Linked DNA regions of Hordeum vulgare: all the other regions are linked to region 3. Evidence: chromatin contacts called from public Hi-C data. All regions are on one chromosome and are shown on one strand. The core of a region is the stretch at or near the end of the contact, and the rest is flanking DNA. Distances in the headings are between cores, read along the strand shown. Region 1 holds the start of LOC123447932 (NAC domain-containing protein 71-like). Region 2 has its middle 80 kb from the start of LOC123447932. Region 3 has its middle 270 kb from the start of LOC123447931.

Region 1 (4,593 bases), core at 1,011-3,510, 430 kb after region 3:
GATGGCAAAGGTACTCTCCGAAAAATATTTTGGTAAGGGCGTCATAACGTTTCTCCAATAAGTGCGGCTTCATGATTCATCTTTAGCCACAGGTTTTTCTTTGTGCGGTCGATTATTCACGTACACATGTTTGTGAATTGTTTTTTCGTAGTCTTTGTGTTTGTGAGGTTCTTTCTCATGAGATGCTTTTGTAAGACGTTCTCCTTAATACCTTGGAGTATGGTTAATAGTATAGCTGGTTGCTCACGGTACGTTGTTGTCTTGTCATCCATAATCAATTGTATAGCCAACAAGTATAATACTCCTTCCGTCCCAAAAAAAGTGACTCAACTTTGTACTAACTTTGTATTAAACTTAATACAAAGTTGAGTCGCTTAACTTGGGACAAAGGGAGTAGTTACTTACAAATATATACTACCTCTGTTGTGGTTTGTTAGCCCCCCTCTTATTTTAGATCATATTTTGGCCACAATTGAACTAATAAAATGTAAGTTATATTCATAAAAATAACATAATTAAAGTTATATAAATTAAATAATATAATTCTTTGTCACATGCATTAATATTTTGTTAGTAAAGTATATGGTAAAATTTTAACTAAAATTACTACGACCCTTAATAAACACGGGTTACTATAGCTCTACTCTTAGAGCATGGTTAATAATACAGCCAACAATCGGCTATAAGGAGTTGACATGTCATATAGAGTCAACCTAATAGCCGGTATATACAATAATAAGTTTTAAATGTGTACTACTTTAGTAGTAGTTGGTCTACCTTACAATCTCGCAAAGTGTCTTGGGTCTCGTGTTGTATCTGGTTACTCACCAAAAGCCCGCTTCTCTTCTCTCTCCTCTTCTCTCTCCTCCAACTAAGCAAAGATATAATATTCTAATCCCTATAGCATGTTTATGTCATCTTATTATACATGTTCCTAGGCCACTTTCAATGAAGCGGTGCTAATATGAGGTGTGAAACACATTAAAAAATAAAAAATAAAGCCACCAATGGATGGTTACTTAACTTGTTGTATCTAACCATTTTATATTTAATGATTTAGCTACTAAAGTTCTTCATGCATTGGGCTTCTTTTTTAAGTATTTGCGTAGTTTTAGATCATTGATTTGAGGAATTAAATATACGGTACTACTACATGTCATGAAAACTATATCACTGGATTTGTATACGGATGTAGTTTCTAATTATTTTTTTCCACATATAATACATATTTAGACATACACGCTATCCTAGACTATGTTACTATCTACTCCCTCCGTCCGATGAAGAGTTTACATTTGGCTTAAAAAATTATTCATAAAAGAGTGTACTTTTCTCTTACCAATACACTTTAAAATGGGAGAAATGTTTCTCTCTCATCACCCGGTAATCAAGAACAATATATTTTACATATGGTCTCCTAAATTTCTACATTCACTTAGCTCATTGTGTCTTGGGTAATTAAAAAGTAGAGAGGTGATGACTTGCATCTTTTCAATATATTTTTTACTTTACTTCATAATTTGTCTTAAATTTTCTTCTCTTTCACCTAATTCAACAAAAATATAATACTTTAATCGTACTGAATGTACCCTATTATACTATATATTTGTTCTTAGGTTTGCACAAACAAAAGAGAAAGATTAAATCCACACAAAAGTTGTCCTAGGGAGCTACACCTATGGGGCACTTAGTCGCCTAGGAGTACGTGACAGTACAGGTTTCAGTTTCAAGTTCAACAGAGGACGATTTTAACCTACCCTAAAAGCTGACCACAAGGTGCCTAGATATCATCGACGGTGGGGATCGATGCAGGTTTTAAAACCCCGAAATCCACGGAATCCGCAACGAAGCATTATTTTACCCCTACGAGCCGAGCCACCAGATGGACCAAGTGGACGCTGGGAATCTCGACGACCCGTACAATTATACCAAGGGGCGCAAACCCCAGGCGGGCCCCGCGCAACATGCCTCCCTGGCCCCACCACACAGGCAGGTACGGACCGCCCCTCGTCATATCTCACGGGGTCGGATGCTCCCTCGCCATCCCAGACGGCGACACAACTGCTGACGTCATCCATGACAATTGCGCCCCCCCGCTGGCCCCACGCCACATCCCACCGCTCACACGTCGCGTCGCCCGTCCGATGATCGACACGTGGCCCTTAATCCCACGGTCAACCAGCCCCTCCTCCCCAACCTGCACGTGCGTCACATCCGCCCGTCGACACGCGTCGGCACCTTGGGGCTATATATACGAGCAGGTACGGGGAGCTCATGTTCCATTCCAAATCTTCCCCAAGAGCCGCCGCCGATAGTCGAGACAGCCGCCTCGCCTCCACTACAACCGATCGCGCGAGCGCCCGCCGCCCGTTCCTCCGAGCTCGCTCAAGCCAAGCCCCCGTTCGTGAATGGACCACGGCTTCGACGGCGCCCTCCAGCTGCCCCCGGGGTTCAGGTTCCACCCCACGGACGAGGAGCTGGTGATGTACTACCTCTGCCGCAAGTGCGGCGGCCTGCCCATCGCCGCGCCGGTGATCGCCGAGGTCGACCTGTACAAGCTGGAGCCGTGGAGGCTGCCGGAGAAGGCGGCGGGGGGAGGCCAGGACTCCAAGGAGTGGTACTTCTTCTCGCCGCGGGACCGCAAGTACCCCAACGGGTCGCGCCCGAACCGCGCCGCCGGGACGGGCTACTGGAAGGCCACGGGCGCCGATAAGCCCGTCGGCTCGCCCCGCCCCGTCGCCATCAAGAAGGCCCTCGTCTTCTACGCCGGCAAGCCACCCAAGGGCGTCAAGACCAACTGGATCATGCACGAGTACCGCCTCGCCGACGTCGACCGCTCCGCCGCCGCCCGCAAGAAGTCCAACAACGCGCTCAGGGTAACCACCTTTGTCAATCTGCGCTGATGCTTGTCTGCCTCGTTTAATCCCTTCCTCTTCTAGCATTAGCGAGAGGTTTACTTTGCATTTAGTAAAGAAATCGACCGGGAGATCTTTCTTGAAATAGCAACTTGTATTTTAGCTTTAGAAAAAGTCAATTGGCAGGTTAGGTTCGTGGCCATACGAAAAAAGAACAAGAGAAAAAGGGCCGGGGGTCCAACTCCAAGTTGCAGCACGCTCAAGTTGTCCCTTTCGTCACAGCCTGTAGTTTGCCAGCGACGTGCGGAAAGCAATTGCGGCGGTCGCATGGCGTCATGGCTCACGCACCACGGGATGGAGACAACGGCGCCAGCCCCATCGCCCGCCATCTCCTGTCCACGTACACGTACACTAGCTTTAGTTTTTTATTTGTTCTTCTAGCTCCATCGATCGCCATCGCTGATACTTTTTTCCTTCTTGATTGATCTTTGCAGCTGGATGACTGGGTGCTGTGCCGAATCTACAACAAGAAGGGCGTCATCGAGCGGTACGACACGGTGGAGTCCGACGTCGCCGATGTCAAGCCGGCGCCGGCGCCGGCTGCCAAGAACCCGCGGCAGGGACACTACGCTCCTGGGCCGGCAATGAAGGTCGAGCTCTCTGACTACGGGTTCTACCAGCAGCCGTCGCCGCCGGCGACGGAGATGCTCTGCTTCGACCGGTCCGGGTCGGCAGACAGGGACTCGAACCACTCCATGCCGCGCCTGCACACGGACTCCAGCTCCTCGGAGCGCGCGCTGTCCTCGCCCTCGCCCGACTTCCCTAGCGACATGGACTACGCGGAGAGCCAGCACGCGGCCGGCCTCGCCGGAGGCTGGCCAGGCGACGACTGGGGCGGCGTCATCGACGACGACGGGTTCGTCATCGACGGCTCGCTGATCTTCGACCCGCCGTCGCCGGGCGCCTTCGCCCGCGACGCCGCCGCGTTCGGGGACATGCTCACGTACCTGCAGAAACCGTTCTGAATGAGCGCAGCGCAGCATCCGTCAGACTCCTCCTTAGCAGCCCCCACTAACATGTCCATCAGGTCTCGTGTAATACAGTTCAGGAAAACTGATCACATGTCTAGGTGACTGATTAGGCGTGCAAGCTTCCGAAAACCCAAGCAGATTAGAGAGAGTTAAGGACGATTAACCCGCGCACCCTTGATCAAGCGATCGGGTTCGGGTGCAGAGTCTTCCCGAACATTAGCCTCCTCAGGTTTTGGAATGGCATTTGGTACCTCGGTACAAGGATCACTGTACCAGGTCCATGCCCCTGCTCTTTGCCTCCCGCTTGGGCATGGCAAGCATGCATAGTCAGGTAGCCGTCGGGTAGTGTAGCCTGTCAAATGTCAACTTTTGTTGTGGTAATTAGTTAAGATGCTTTTAGGTTAGACGACTGAACAAGAAACTGAAGTTAGAGGTCAGACAAGAAAAAGAAACTCAAGTTTTGGATTCAGGGGCTGTAGATTGTGTTGTGTAGCTAGTATAGAGTTGGTTCGAGTTAATTTTTTTTCTCTCTCGAAGGACTTTGGTTCAGTGTCGTGGCAACTGGCTGACGCCTTTAGGTTTTGTTGTGTCATGTAATTGTAATTGCGAAGATGATGATAGAGTCGCTTTCAGTGGTGGTCTCTCGCGTAACCTGGAAAGCCAATTTTGTAATGCAATTATCGTAATAACTAAGCAGTGGTGTCAAT
Region 2 (4,351 bases), core at 249-2,748, 350 kb after region 3:
ACAAATCCATCTGCCAAAGCTTTCGCAGGAATGAGAAAATATATCTTCATTGATTCTTTCAGCTGCACATGATCCTTCAAGTAACCTTTTACATCCTACAATGATAGCTTGTCCCTCTCGATTTCAGAATACTCCTCATCACCCCCAACATAATCTAGTTTCAGACCAATGCGGATGAACTCGCCTCCCACGTGAAATCTAACATTTAGAATCTCTATCTGGTCCATGGTTTAACTAAAAATAAACACAACCATATCACTCTTCTGCGATACTAATACCATATAAACAGAAGAATCGACTCCAAATCTAACAAAAACCCTTCTTTTCCGTCATAGAAAATTACAACTTTTCCCCTTATAAACCCTAACCCTAATGCTACGGACAGAGGCCTCAAGACGGTGGCCAGAAGAGGAGGATTTCAAGGACATACCTTTTCTCGTTACTCGTCGCAGATCGTCGTTTCGATCGTCGCCGCCGCGGTCGATCACCCGCCTGTCGCCATTCACGCCGGGAAAGCAGAGAAAAAGCAGGGGAGGCCTCCTCAACTTCTACCGTCATGGGCTCCTTCGACTGGAAGGGGTGCATAAGCCCGAGTACATGGTCTCTCTCACTGGGCCGGTCCAGCTGGCCCAAACATACCAACCAATTCCCTCACCCCCCCCTGCCCGCCTAACATGAAAAAAAGCAATCCTAGCTCCCTATTTGGGAAGGCCTCCAGAGTTTAATTTAGACCGGAATTCGAGAGTTGGGAGTGCTGATTTCAGGGACTTGGACTTGGGGGTCCAATTTCGCTAGCCTCTACGAGTTCAAGGTTCATTTTAAACTTTTTCCTATATGTAGGTATAAAGGGGAAACTGGACCAAATCAAGGTGGGGCGGCTGCCACACCTTGCCCACCGGAATCCTCCGCCATTGTGCGTTGTGTGTGTGTGCTACAGTGCGTTACTGCATGTATATGTACTGTTGCATATGTGTTACTATCGTTGTATGTGCTACTGCCCCGCATTGATATTATGTGTGCTACTGTCTCACACACACATATCATATGAGGGGCAAAATAGTCTTTTTAGATAACATTTAGGCATAAAATGATCAAAATATAATAAAAGACATGAGATTTAAACTCATTATAATATAGGAAAGAGAAAACTACTCATTGTTAAATAAGGAAAGAAAATTTAAGATAGTGTTAAATAAAAAACTGTTTCTTTTATCTAAGTATCTTTGTTTTGTATTTGAAGAAGCCTTAAACAAACTAGTGGTCTACATGCTGTACAAAGAGCGACAAGGGATATGTACACGCACGGTGGAGTTCCGTGGCCCACCAGCGCGGGCGCTTCGCCACCGGACGCGTGGGGCAACGATACGCAACGATGTGTGGCTCACCCGCACCTCGCGCCGGCGTCTCGCCGCACTGGGAAAGTCCAGCGCCGCGTGCAGAATTGCGGACTACCCGGACTCGCTCGACGGGAGACAGTTGGCCTCCGGTCCGGGGATGAGTGCATGGCGCACGGTGACGTGGCGTGGGCCACGTCATGTTCAAGCTGCCTTTTTGGCCACGGTGACTCCACGAGGCCCGTCTGCGATGAGCCAAAGGCGCGTTCCGGTCCACGTCGCCGGCCACGCGTGTGCGGCTCGCCCCGGCGGTCTCGCCCGGCCCCCCTACAGCGGTTGCTCGTGGGATATTCGCGGCTCGTCGCGATGATGCTCTGGTCAGGTCGACGTCGCTGACCGTACAGTTGGGTTGTGCGGGTGCGTCGTTGGCCACATGCATGGTCTTCAGTTCGTCACATGGGTCAATCTAGTTGCAGTGCTGCACCATCGCATCGCGGCAGTTTACGTGTCGCACACGCGAACATGCGCGATCTACACATGAATGGCCGTACGTGCATGCAACCTCGCATTATCGCACTCTGTTTTTAAATATTTGTGTTTTTATAGATTCAACTATGAATTACATATAAAATAAAAGGAATTAATCTGTATTTTAAATTATGTTTGTATACATCAGTATATAGTTTATAATAAAATTTTCAGAAAAATAAATATTTAGAAACAAATGAAGTATAAGTCTTCTAGAGATTCCACTATTGAATTACATACAAATGTATATAGACATATTTTTAAATATGAATTCATTTATTTTGCTTTGTATGTATTTTTATTAAAATGTCTAAAAAGATATATATTTAAAAATGAAAGGAATATATTGGTTCTGTACCGCTGCCTGCCTTATACCTACCGAAACATGCATTGGCTCTGTATATACCACCTCAGCTCAGGCAGGGACCACGCATGCCCGTACATCTCAACATCCACATTAGAGTAAGTACAATAGAGTTGAGTCAGCTGGCTATAACAAATAAACTAATATGTTTTTGTTTCGTTAGAGGAAAGAGAAGAGGAGAGAAGGTAAGCGCTAGCACGTGCTCCTAGGCATTTTGTGAGTATGAAAGGTGGACCACATAATAAAAAAGTAGTACACTTTTACAATGAACTATTGTGCATGTTGGCTATAAGATGGGTTATAGATAACATGACAATAGCTTATAGCGAGCAGCTGGCTATACTATTATACTTGCTCTTAATCATACGAGAGCAACCCCAACCGATTCACACGCGTTCTATCTGTTTTTATCCGTTTAGATCGTGTGCCCGTTCTTTTATGTTAGTTTTGAAGTTTGGGTCGATCAATGCGTTCAATGAAAAAGCATAAATATTATGTACATGTTCATGTTAGCATTTTGTCAAACCCCTCGGGAGTGAGCAGCTCGCTCCATCCCCGTAAGATCGCCTCTGCTTCGCCGCCCCGCCTCGCCGCCCCGCGCCCACACGGCCGCACGGGCATTGCCCATGCCCCGCCAGCTGGCCTCTGTGTCATCACCCTGTTTGTGCCCCGCCAGCTCGTTCTTGCCCATGCTCCCGCACAGCTCGCCCTATCCCCACGAGCTCGCCTTTGCGCATCTTGCCTCATCGCCTCGCAGCTCGTCTCACCACCTCACCGGCTCATGCCGATGCCTCGTCGGGTCGCGCCCGCCCGTGCCCCGCCAACTCCCGCCTGTCCATGCCCCACCAGGTCGCTCGGGTCGTGGAGGGAGGAGGAGCGGGTGATGAAGGCGCTGACAGCTGATGATGGTGCGAGGGCGACTGTGGAGGGAGTGAAGAAGAAGGGTGTCAGGCACGCTCCGCGCGTAAGGCCGGGGGTGAGCTCCGCGTCCTCGACGTCGCCCCAAGGACGCCATGCCCATGCTCTCGTCCTCTCACACCCACCACACGGGCCGCGTCGCGCGGGGGCTACGAGGTCGTCATCCTCGTCTCTGGCAGCCTCCAGTGGCACGACAATGATGGGCTCGGGTGGGTGGATGACATGTGGGGTAGGCGGGACATGCAACAGACGCACATGGACAAGGAGAACGCAGAAAACGTTCGTTCTGTGTCCTACAACCCAAACGTGGACCAAATTTGGTTGTAAAATGGGTCGATCTGGACAAGAGGCGGACTTGATTTGAAAATGGATCTTTATGTTGGATCATTATTTTTGTTTTTAATAACCAAAAAATATGATCAAACAACATAAATCATCTGATTGAAGTTGCTTGAAAGCTGCTACATACGACACAAGGCGTACGACTTCGGAATCATATGCAACACTTTTATATTAGAAGAAGGAGACAATAGATCAGTGTAGCGTGTAGGGTTATCGAAAACGGAGTAGTAGTAAATATATTTGAAAAATCAGTGGTCGAAATAAAAACTTGTAGTATACGACTATCTTATATACTCCCACGCACCTTTTATTTGACTTTTTCATTATTTTAAAATAAGAAAAAGTTCCAGAAATATAAGATGTTTCAAATTTTTGAATATAAACTGTATCTGGTTAAAATGAATGAACAAACATACTAAAACATGTCTATATAATTCCGATTCTTGAAAAATTTAGAACATTTGATATTTGTGAAGGGGGGGTGTTTTCTTTTGAAATTATGACTGAGTGATTTTTTTTCCTTTCTTATCTATTACGGCGGATTATAACAATATCTCACTAGTATATAAACAAAGTATTTGTCCACTTTTATGTTTATTTAACCAGTTACCTCTAGTTTTATGACTATTTACTATTTTCACAATAGACTATCAAATAAACATACGCGTGTAATATCCAAGGGACACTTCTTGTACATACATACTTCTTTTTAGGTACACCCTCGTCTTCACCCCTCCTTTATTGGAGTTGGACAAATCTTGTTATAGTTGACACTCAGGAAGCCATCATGTTAAGGCTTCATAGCACCAGCACATGAGAACATCAATCGTCGTTGATGAAGAAAACCACACACCGGAAAAATTCA
Region 3 (4,407 bases), core at 1,770-4,269:
ACCAAAAAAACGTCATCGATGATGTCAAATGCCACAAGTCTTACTCCCGGCAGCCGCCAATGAAAAGACTGAGAGGGGACAGCAACGAGCGCCCTCCTATCATCGTTCGGAACAACGACGTAACCCGGAAATTATAATAAATCTGAAATTCACGGCCAGTCCAGCAAGGCCGAAAATGACGGTGTCGAATCAGACGACGGAGTTCTGGAATCTGGGAGCGTTAGTTTGACGAAGAGGAGCAGAAGATCCAAAGATTCCAGATCAGCGGCTCTTGGTAGCCGCGCAGGAGGTAGAGAACCATCGTCAATGGCGCCCAAGAGGCAAGCTGTGCATCCAAAAGAAATCGGCAAGGGTCATCACGCCCGACACGCCTCGGATAGAAAAATGCGACGACATCGACGTGGACGTAAAACTGGTGAAAAGGGGAGGACGGCTCATGCTCGCCGCGTCAAACCAATATCGACGGGTGCTTTTGATTTCATTTCATCTCGCTTGGTTGGCGTGCCTAATTATGCATGCATGCATGCTGCTGTCTCATGGCAGGTGGGCTCAGACATTTCCGGTCCCACGCGACAGTGTCGTCGAGTGACCTGATTCAGACTACGGCCGGGCCTTCGACTGGCAGGCGGCTTTGCATCGCCGCGTATAGTTTGGTTGGTACAACTATTTCTTATTAATAATGTTAGATCTATAAAGACTTATAAATGTTTACTTACCTTCCAAACTACTAATTCTTTCTCTTTTTGTGATTTTTAGTGGGGATGGACCCCTCACCCCTATTACCAATCACAATCCTACATATCAGTTTGTCGTAAAATATTTAAATAAGCCTTTATGGATGTAACATTATTCTTCTTATCACAGTATAAATGCACATGCTTAGACATATACAAATACATACATCTTTATGAACGTATGTATGTCATATTTTTATGGACACTTTCGAAAGACTAAGTCAACACATCATTTTAAAATTGATAAAGAAGGCACAGAAGCATTCGTAGTCGATGAAAATGTCACTTCTCATTAAACGTACATCATCAAAAAGAGTAAAATAAATTCAAAAAATATGAACACCAGTGTCAAGTCTAGAACTTGAACTCTGATGGCTAGGAAACCATTGTTTTTCTAGCTATCCAATCATCGGTTAGTTCGTTGTAATTTACTGTCGGAGTATTACATAATGCAAATGGGGAGCAAATGCTATGTGTGGCCACTTTACATTGGTGGACATGTCGAGGTCCTACGACAAGAAGCCCACATGAGTGAACTAGCGGCATGTAAAAAAATATGCTTTCTCTGCTTCCATGCATTAAAAACAAACATTTTCAAAAAAAATATATCTCTGCTTAGTAATACACAAGGTGTGACTGTTGTTTTGTGTAACTGAACTCTTCACAAAGGTTTGCGGGGGCTGTTTGTGCGAGCCAGGGCTGGGCTTCAACGGGGGGTCGATGATGGTAACGACGACACCAACGGTCGTTATCTTCCTTGGTGGTGTTTTCGAACTTTCTTTTCACTAGCTACTCTCCCAGGCAGTGACCATGTTTTTTTTTGCGGGTGATGATCTAGCACAATCAAAATACTCATTGATTTTTTTTCATGGCACATGTGAAAGAGGAAGTAGTTCATCGATCTACATAGGAAGGAGCGACAAGCCACAAAACTATGGTGGTGTTTGTCCTTAACATTCTCAACCCACCTTCAAGAATCTACAATTAGAAACATTTATCGTCATCATCCTCAAACCTCCTCATCTCTGTAAAGATAATCTAGTGAAAAGAAACCGTCGAGGTTTTAAAAAATGTTCTTTTTTTTGCAAGAAATAAAAGCTATTACTTTTATAATCAAGAATAAACATATTCACCACCTTGTTTCTATGTTGCATGCTTGCCACTTTAATTTGGCGTACGAGTCATCTCCGGCAAGTATACCAAATCGGCTCGGGTATTAGTTGGCGGGTACTCGACCAAAACTCAAGGGTTGTCTTCGGGTGGGAGTTGTTGTGTGCCTAGTGGGCAATTTGGAATCGTCGGAACGACAATGTGGTTAACATATCCAATATGTTTTTCTTTGCAAATCATCTTTAAGGCGACATCGTGAATTCATACGTGGTCATTACTTTAGCATGTAGACTCCCAGGATGTATGACCTTTGGGTGCAACCATGATTTATTCAACAAGCTTGGCTGGCGAGTCATTAATATGTTATGTGCATCAGTCTTGTAATCTTTACTGTTCGGCTAGGCTGGTCATAGTGGAGAGTATCATATAGTAGTATCATGCATATGATACTATTGTACTCCATACTATCTTTATAATGCATAGTATCATAAACTAGTATCATAGATGACATCATATATTGACTTGCATGACACATAGTAGCATAACATTTAACATGTTACGGTATCTATCTAGTATGTTACTACGTACTGTAACCCTCTCTCTCTTTCTTTAATTGTCTGCCACATCAGTATACTAGTCCCAAGTACATGATACTACCTTAGTTACTCGTATTATGGTATGCCTTATGGTTGTAACCTTTATTTGATGTATATTGTCTACTTCAAACTTTTATTACTCCTATAAAAACAAATGTGTCCACCATGATGCAAAGACCAAAGTTAACGGTTACCCCCCTTTCAGAAAAGAGCATAGACCCGTTGCCATCCAATATTGCCCTGGATGACCACCTTTCTAGTATGCTTCGATGATGTTTGGCATGTTAATGCATTCCAGAAATAAATGATGAACTTTGAGGCATGCCAAGACCTGTGCTTCCTCCACACTTGCTCTAGACGAAAGAAAATTCTGGAATTAGAGAGGACACCGCGAGTATCTCAAAAGATGACGCGTGCATGCACGTCTTTGCATGCCCAGCCTCCATGTCTCTAAACTTCAGTCAAGTTCACTGCTCCTAGCTGCCATTTGGTACACTCGTCGCATATGCCAAGGTTGAGGGTTCACACGGCTCCCAGCCGTACAGCATCCCAAGGTGGTGGGGCCCGCGCGCATGCGGCGCCTCGTCGCCCCCCGCCGCGGCAACGAGGTAGCCCACATCCACATGCCCGCCCATCTTGTTATGTTATGGTAAACCCTCGATCGCGATCGCGTCGCCACATAATCTCGCCTTTCTTTATCCTTGCTTTGTCGCCGGCTGGTTCCCTTGTGTTGTCGCTGGAATCTTGGTACGTAGAGCACTGCCTTGGCCACCAAGGTCCCTCGTCGGTCCCGTCAACGGATTCCACCGCCGCTACTGCACCCCGGTTCAGAGTCAGACTCGAGTCACACGCCATTGTTTATGCTCATGCTCGACCCACCCAAGACTAGACTGGTGTGGTGAGTCTTTTTGAGGGAAATAAAGAACTGGGAGCCAAGCCACGCACGCATTCTTACTCGAGCCACGTAGATGAAAACTCGAGCGGTTCCCCGCGTAGATGAAAAACTCCGGGGGTTTCCCACGTATCTCACCCCCTACTTCACGTGCATCGGTGCATATGCAAACAATTATCCTATGGTCCCGGATATCAGTATGAGGGGATAGATATGAAATAAAACATCGTCTATGACTAAGTTGAATTTTTCCGAAGCAACGCTTTGGAAAAAGAATATGCGCCCTCTTAATACGGTCGTCATGTTCGGCCAAAGACGATCAAAACAAGGATTTTCATCCTAGATGTCAAGACCATAAGCGATGTTGTTTCAACCATCATCTTGAAAACGAATTTCCGAAAATCACGCCAATCTGTAGACCAACAAACCTATGTCCAAAAAAACTCCAACAACAATCCGCCCTTCTTGAGACGCAATAACAACAGTATTGGCAGGCCCGCATGCAAGTTGCGGCGAATGACCACGAGACAAACATATTAACGCGGTTATAAAACAAGCATTATTGGAAAAGGGTGCAGTGACGTCCACTCGAATGATTGATCTTTTCCACGGTACACAGCACCTTGCCATGAACCCGTCCACATCCCACCAGCGATCGATGGCATAGACAAGTCGACATATAGATGAGTGTTGCTTAGAAGATAAACACTTGTGCTGATTTGGTGGCAACAACGGCGGCATGATGCCACATCCATTACTATAATCTGAATGCTTAATGGTTACTCAATAGTATGTGGTACTTAGTTGCCGTGGTTTATTTCCTTATGAAACTTTTATTTTATGCGAGCTGACTGGATCGATGTACAGGAAAAGTTAAATTGATCCAGCCTGATGCAGATTCTTCGAAACCACGGCGCCCTAGCGCCACATACATTTATTTTAGTTTTGTTTCTGAGTATTGTTTAACTCAAAGGAGCTCTGGTCCTTGCTTGGTTTGGCTGTAATGATCAACCGAATCAGATAGTTAATCGATTAATTTAGTCGTACTAATTGCAGCTCGCAGGATTTGTTTGAA

What was found. Hi-C and Micro-C count contacts between places; a contact is called where the count stands out from the background.
Region 1: a Hi-C map of seedling shows a contact between it and region 3, with 5 times the contacts expected there. The contact joins the promoter of LOC123447932 here to the enhancer-like site in region 3. A contact is called at or near these places in 1 of 6 Hi-C or Micro-C datasets (seedling) and 1 of 1 datasets of contacts at active chromatin or transcription factors (embryo).
Region 2: a contact with region 3 is called in a Hi-C map of seedling, with 5 times the contacts expected there. The contact joins two enhancer-like sites. A contact is called at or near these places in 2 of 6 Hi-C or Micro-C datasets (leaf and seedling).

Annotation. Positions count from the first base shown.
Region 1 is chr4H:76,082,906-76,087,498 of MorexV3_pseudomolecules_assembly, forward strand. It overlaps LOC123447932 (NAC domain-containing protein 71-like), which reads left to right and starts at 2,261. Exons shown (of 2, transcript XM_045124666.1): 1 at 2,261-2,876; 2 at 3,350-4,593. The coding sequence starts at 2,409. The coding sequence ends at 3,880.
Region 2 is chr4H:76,002,548-76,006,898 of MorexV3_pseudomolecules_assembly, forward strand. No RefSeq gene overlaps it. Among protein-coding and RNA genes, the nearest start is that of LOC123447932, 80 kb to the right of the region's middle. Within about 2 kb of position 1,499, at least 3 of the 3 cell types and tissues checked have open chromatin away from gene starts, as enhancers often do. A contact at or near this core is called in leaf and seedling, where this site is marked.
Region 3 is chr4H:75,648,387-75,652,793 of MorexV3_pseudomolecules_assembly, forward strand. No RefSeq gene overlaps it. Among protein-coding and RNA genes, the nearest start is that of LOC123447931, 270 kb to the left of the region's middle. Within about 2 kb of position 3,020, at least 3 of the 3 cell types and tissues checked have open chromatin away from gene starts, as enhancers often do. A contact at or near this core is called in leaf and seedling, where this site is marked.